2 separate regions of the Mus musculus genome follow, and region 2 is linked to region 1. The links are chromatin contacts, called in public promoter capture Hi-C maps. All regions are on one chromosome and are shown on one strand. Each heading gives the region's core, a stretch centred on a gene start, on an enhancer-like site or on the middle of the called end of the contact. The rest is flanking DNA. Distances are from core to core; before and after follow the strand shown.

What was found. Promoter capture Hi-C pulls out the DNA fragments that hold promoters and counts their contacts.
Region 2: a promoter capture Hi-C map of neutrophils shows a contact between it and region 1, with 2.3 times the contacts expected there. The contact joins the enhancer-like site here to the promoter of Nat9 in region 1. A contact is called at or near these places in 5 of 39 promoter capture datasets (the C10 cell line, the HPC-7 cell line, hippocampal neurons and 2 more).

Annotation. Positions count from the first base shown.
Region 1 is chr11:115,185,716-115,188,826 of GRCm38.p6, reverse strand. Nat9 (N-acetyltransferase 9 (GCN5-related, putative)) reads left to right here and starts at 1,428. Exons shown (of 7, transcript NM_025400.4): 1 at 1,428-1,708; 2 at 1,990-2,078. The coding sequence starts at 2,002. Tmem104 (transmembrane protein 104) reads right to left here and starts at 1,340. Exons shown (of 10, transcript NM_001033393.2): 1 at 1,229-1,340; 2 at 505-617. The coding sequence starts at 549.
Region 2 is chr11:114,915,684-114,918,794 of GRCm38.p6, reverse strand. No RefSeq gene overlaps it. Among named protein-coding and RNA genes, the nearest start is that of Cd300lb, 17 kb to the left of the region's middle. Within about 2 kb of position 1,469, at least 46 of the 459 cell types and tissues checked have an H3K27ac peak or open chromatin away from gene starts, as enhancers often do. A contact at or near this core is called in the HPC-7 cell line and neutrophils, where this site is marked.

The sequences.
Region 1 (3,111 bases), core at 179-2,678:
TGTGTCATCTGTGGGAGTCCTGAGATAGATATTATGGGAGACTAGCAAGTTAACTACTATTTGGCTTGATGCTCTCTGATAGGTGTCTAAAAGGAGAACTGGCCTGGAGAAACAGCTCAGCAGTTAAGAGTACCTGCTGCTCCTGCAGAGGACCCGAGTTCACTTCCAGCACTTACACTGAGCAGCATCCAACCATCGACAACTAACTCCAGGGCATCTGGTGCCCTCTTTTGGATTTGACAGGCATGCACATATCCATACGTAGACACATCATTTAAAATAAAAGCTTTAAAAAATTATAAACAAATGAGGAACGAGCCTGATATATAGAGTCTAGCTAAGACAGCTGAACCTGACTGGAGCTATGTGGAGTTTCCGTTGTGTTTTTCACCAGGGTCTATTTAAACCAGGGCCATAATTAGTATAGTCCACAGATAGCAGTGGGCTTCTCTAGAAACCAGGAGCATGGTGGTGAGCAGAACACATTTATGGAGAAGAACTCACATAAGGAGAATAGAGCTCTCCGGTCTCTGTGATCTCGCCTGCCATCTCCAGAGAGTGAGGAAGGGCTGGCCCAAGAGGTTACTTCTATGCAGTGGCAGCAGCAGCCGCAGCTCCTAAGACAAAAGAGTAGACTTTAGTTCTCTAACTGCAGAGATGAGACTGGGGGTGGGGGGTTTGCAGTCTGCCGCTTTCACCTGTAGCCCTTTTAACTCAGACACTTTGGTCTCCCTATCTGCCATGAGACAGCCTTGGTGGGACGCGGCTTCCTGGACCATGTCTTCTAACTTGATTTGCTATGCAAGGCACTTCTCGGTGCCTGGATGCTGCTCACACTCCAAGTGACTGAAGGGGCTTTCCGGGCCTCTAAGCCTCACTAACCATCACAGCCCCCTTTACCCTAAAGTGCTTACGTCCGTTTCATTATCTATGAGCTCACTACTACACAGGACAGCCCACACAGCTGTCTGCTTCTCCGCCCACAGCGGGAGTCAGCTTTTCCAAGGTCGCCCCTCCATCCTAACTCCTTGTCCCAAAGCCTCTTCTTTTAAATGGGGCCTCGCGCACCGACACCTGCCTTTTGCTTTGCCTTAGGGTTTCCCACCCTTAAGCCTCCCCTCTCTTCTCCAGAGCCGGTCCCTCAGTCTCCCCTTCCCCTCCCTTCCAGGTGAAACTCTAAAATTCACATCCATCTTCACCCTGTCCTGCCCTCCTGCCCGTCCCAGACCTGCAGCACAGCTAGCTTCCAGGCACAGTGGCCACCGCCTCCAGCTCTGCAGCTGCCACCCGGCACCAGCGGCCCCGCACCAGCGCCCGCTACGCGCACGCGCACGCTTCCCAGTCCCCCGTCCAAGCGAGCGCGTGGGGAGGGGCGCAGTGCGTTGATTGGATGCCTCGCGGGGGCGGGGCCGGGATTGGGCTTTGCGGCTGCCGTCTGCCTGGCGGAAGCGGACAGCAAGCCCCTCTACGCGCATGCGGAAAGCCTGTTTCTCCGGGACAGACGCTGACGCCTGTCGTTGGGGACGCCTTCCTCGGCAGGGGGTGGTTGTGAGCTTTGCAGTTTGCAAACTACAGCGCTTAGACGGCCGAGGAACCACGCAAAGGGCTGAGGCCTGAGAACTTTGAGTGGGGCTTGGGGACAGGAAAACGGAAGGGCCAGAGCCGAGTGACGTGGACTCTGGACGCTGGAGGCTAGGGTTGGAAACAGGTTAAAAAAAGGATTAACAGGTCATTTGGGGGTGGACGGGCATGTTGTGTAGGAATGGGCTGGAAACCGAGCCAGAACTTGGCCCCTGGGTGAGAGCCCAGATGTATTGACCACTTCGGCTCTTTCTCTTACAAGAGTTTTAGAATCCCCGTTCTTTCACGTAGTTGTGAGGGGAAGGCAGGACGCTCTTCTGTCAACATAGCTCCACTGCTACAGAAAGAGTTCCACCCTGCGTGGGAAGACACTATGGGGGCTCTGAAGTCTTTAACTCTCCCCACTAGTAGGCAGCTACAATGAAGCTGAATCAGAACACCATGCTAGTGGGCAAGAAGGTGGTCCTGGTACCCTACACCTCCGAGCATGTGCCCAGGTAACTAACTCATTACCCGACTGGTTGTAGCGTGGAGGGCAATTGGAAACAGGGTGCCTTAATCTAGGAGCCTGTCTTGTTTAACAAACGTCACTTGTGTGGTGCTGTACACCTTTGATTCTGGCCCAACACTTGGGAGACAGAGGCAGGTCCATCTCTTCCGTGAGATTGAGGCTAGCCTGGGCAATATAATAAGTTCCAGGCCAGCTAGGGATACTTAATGAGACTGTGACTCAAAGTGGGGGGTTGGGGGTGGGAATTACATGCAGGAGGAATAAAGCTGAAGTGGAGGGCTCATTTTTCATTTATTTTCCTTGTCATCCATCTCTCTGCTTTCTTTTTGGCTTTTCAATGAGGGATTACATCATCTAGATGTGTGTGTAACAAAAAAACAAAGCCATGTCTTCTTCCCTCGTTCTAAATTACTTATGGCGTTCCCTGGTATCCTCTGGAGACTTAACGTGTGCTTGTCCCAGATGTTGAATTCATTATTTTGATGCCTACTGTTTAAAGGCCAGAAGTGAGATTCAGGGACTCTTTGTGAGGTTAGTTGGCAAACATCTGACAGATTGAGAAGCTGGCTCTGTAGGGGACAATAGTTTTGCATTGGGGAGATCTGTCACCCTGCCTTGTAGAGGTCTCCTCAGCCCTCTTTGCTGGGCTGGACTGGCATACCCTTACCCTCAGGAACTGGGGGAGTGTTTGGTTTTATATTACCTGGGTGGGAAGCTGGGCCCCTAGAGCTACCCTCTCTGCTGCTGCCTGAGAAAAGAACCTACCTTTCCTGCCTACCCATACCCACTTCACCTCAGAAAGCACAAACTCAGACTTTTTGTGGTTTTTCTTTTTCTTTTTTTGAGTGGGGTATTTTTTTAATCGATTATATATTAACTGAATACCTACAATGTTTTTGTTTTTATCCCCCCCCCCCCCCCCGAGATAGGGTTTCTCTGTTTCTCTGTGTAGCCCTGGCTGTCCTGGAACTCACTTTGTAGACCATGCTGGCCTCGAACTCAGAAATCCACCTGTCTCT
Region 2 (3,111 bases), core at 220-2,719, 270 kb after region 1:
GGTCAAGTAAAGTTTACCTCCCTGGGAACTGGCTTCCTACTTGGCAGAAAGAGACATGTATGTGGGTAACTGACATCCTGGTTGGTATGTTAAGACATGAATGTTAGACAAGGCAAGTTCCCTGCCACCACTGAATACCCCAACCAACTGAATCAGGATGCATGTACAACAAAGGCATGTTTCTAAGGAAACCACCATCCCTAAATCCTGATTGGTGGAATCACTTGGCACACATGATTGTAGATTTGGGACTTAAAAGCCCTGTAGGATCTTAACTTAAGGATGCAGTCCAGATCAAGGACGCAGTTCAGCTCCCGAGTCTGGGCTGCATCCCTGATGGATCAGTATTGGGATGTGATGTTCAATAAGCCATCCCTATTTGACCAAGATTGGTGTCTGAGTGGTTTGTGCGGTGATTCCCAGACCCCACCAGGTACGCTCAAAACAGCCATGCCGCTCTTACATCAGTGAGTCCGTCTTGCCTGACAGGTTGATATTGTAATATTCAAAGTTTATATTGGGTAAGACCACTGATCGTCCCCCTGGGTAAGTATCCCCATCACGTACATAGCGCTTTCCTGCACTATTAGCTTCTAAGGAGAAGCTTCCAGCTTTATTCTTTTGTGACCTATAATTGCATTGTGTGATGTTCTTGCATGCGCCCGACTGGCCAGGAAGAACGACGCTGCAACAGGACCCTTCCGCACACGTTTATTGGGAGAGCTTGATTACAGAGGCGAAGTGACCCCAAGCCCAGAACTGGTGCTGCTTATATAGGCCTAGGAGAGGTGTTCTCTCTCATCTGATTGGTTAACTTGTCTCTCATCTGATTGGTTAACTTGTCTCTCATCTGATTGTTTAACTTTGGTTAATTCTCAAAACCTCATCTTGGCAAAAGAACCTTTACTGCCTATGTATGTGTGGTGGCCAGCAGTAGCCAACTGCCACTCTGCAACTGCCACTCTGCAACTGCCACTCTGCAACTGCCACTCTGTAACTGCCACTCTGCAACGGCTTCCCACATGATGTCTTCAGCAATAAGGTAAACCATCTATATTTTAACACTCACTTTTTATTTTGTGTTTCTGAGTGTTTTGTCTATATATATATATGCATGCCTCATGCATGCCTGGTGTTATAGAAGCAAAATGTGGGTACCCTAGCCCTTGGAACTGGAACTACAGATGGTTCTGAGCTGCCATGTATGTGCTGGGAACTGAACCCAGGTCCTCTGCAAGAGCAGGTAGCACTCTTAATCGCTGAGTCATCTCTCCAGCCCCCCAGTTATATTTTAACTGTTTCTCATCTGTTCATGTTCCTACTTTGCTCCTAGGTAGATGATTTTGAATCTACCACATTAAGCTCCCCTCCTTGAAGAGCCTCCTGGTTCGGGCATTTGGCTCAGGGCAGCCACCACTTCCTCTATGTTCTCACTGTTGACTATGCAGGACTTGAAGCCAGTCTAGTTGGGGCCTTTGTGGGTGGGCTGATGCAAGTTCCTTCCTGTTCTCTGGCCGTCGCCATCTTTACCTTCGTGCTAACACTGACTCCTCCTAGTTCCCAGGAAGCACACAGCACACCGTCATCACACTCAGCCCCAGTGGCTTCCAAGGAAGAGATGAACCGTCTCTTCTAAAACATTCCATGAGGCACTCTTTCCACATCTCCCTTGAACTGTTGTGGCCTGGTTCAGACTCATAGGGTCACCTTTAAACAAACCAATGATAAGATGAGTGTGAGCACCTCGCAACCAGGTGCAGAATCCTCTGCCAGTTCACTGTGGGTGTGGCAGTTGGGCAGGAGGCTTCTGAGCAAGCTTTGCTGGAACTCTGCTCTGCTCTTGGACCTTTCACATATTGCCCCTTAGTGTGTGTGGGCACAGCAGCCCCTCACTCTCTCATCCTGTCTCAACAGGGACCCATCATGAGAGCCCAGGGTTCACACTAAAGCATCCCTCTCCTGCATAAAACTGATATTTTGCAGATGGCATTTTTTGTGTGTGAGTGTGAGTTTTCTGTGGGATGCAGTCTTGGAAATTTGACCTTTCAGCTCAGCCTCTCAGCTCAGTCTCCAGGACAAGGTAATGTTTCTCTCTTCAACAAAAGGTTCTATGAGGGAACTGATTCTTCATAGAGGAAGCCTAGATGATCACTGCTTTCCAGATGCGTGTGACAAATCCAGTAGCTATATTCCTGCCAATGTATTAATAATCCATCAATAAATAACTAAATAACTAACAAAAGAAGGAAGGAAAAAAGGAAGGAAGGGAGGAAGGAAGGAAGGAAGGAGGGAGGGAGGGAGGAATATTGTATTATTTGGCTGCCAATTTATCCCTTAAAACTATTCATCAGGGAACAGGCATTTCTCCAGTGTTAACTCGGGTCCCCTCTCTGACTCTGGGGAGGATACATCTTAATCTCAGGGTATCCTCAGGTGGCATCAGCCAAAGGAAGATAGAGTGCTGCTGGCATAGGGTTAGAAGGAAGTGACAGAAATCCCACCAGTCACAGCTTAAAGTCCCTGTCAAAAGGTCCCTGTGTACAGCTGTGGCACCCAGTGTGACCCCTTGACAAAGCTGTTTGGCTGGACCTCCACCTTGGATATTACTCTTTTTAACTTTATGTCTTTATTTTGTGTATATGGATATTTTGCCTGCATGTATGTATGTGTACCATGTATGTGCCTGGGGTCCACGTAGGTCAGAATAGGGTATCAGACCCCTGAACCTGGAGTTACAGATAGCCGTGAACCACCATGTGAGTTCTGGGAATTAACCCAGGTCCTCCGAAAGAGCAGCCAGTGCTCTTAACCACTGAGCCATCTCTCCAGCCCTTTGGACATTAATCTTATCCATCAGTCACTGGGCCACTTACCTGGGTTATCAGAGATGCAGCAAGATGCCACATGTCATAGATTCAATTATGTAGGAGAGAGGACACTCTGATGTGTCTTTCTAGGACTCATTTAGTGATGTGCCTGTGTCGAGAGCCATTGTCTGCTTCCTACAATAACTAGTGCTGGAAATTTCCCAACATATAGACTTGCCAGGATAACAGAAAGTCAACACTGCCCTTCTTCCGACTCTGACACACAGAGACACCACAGGACACC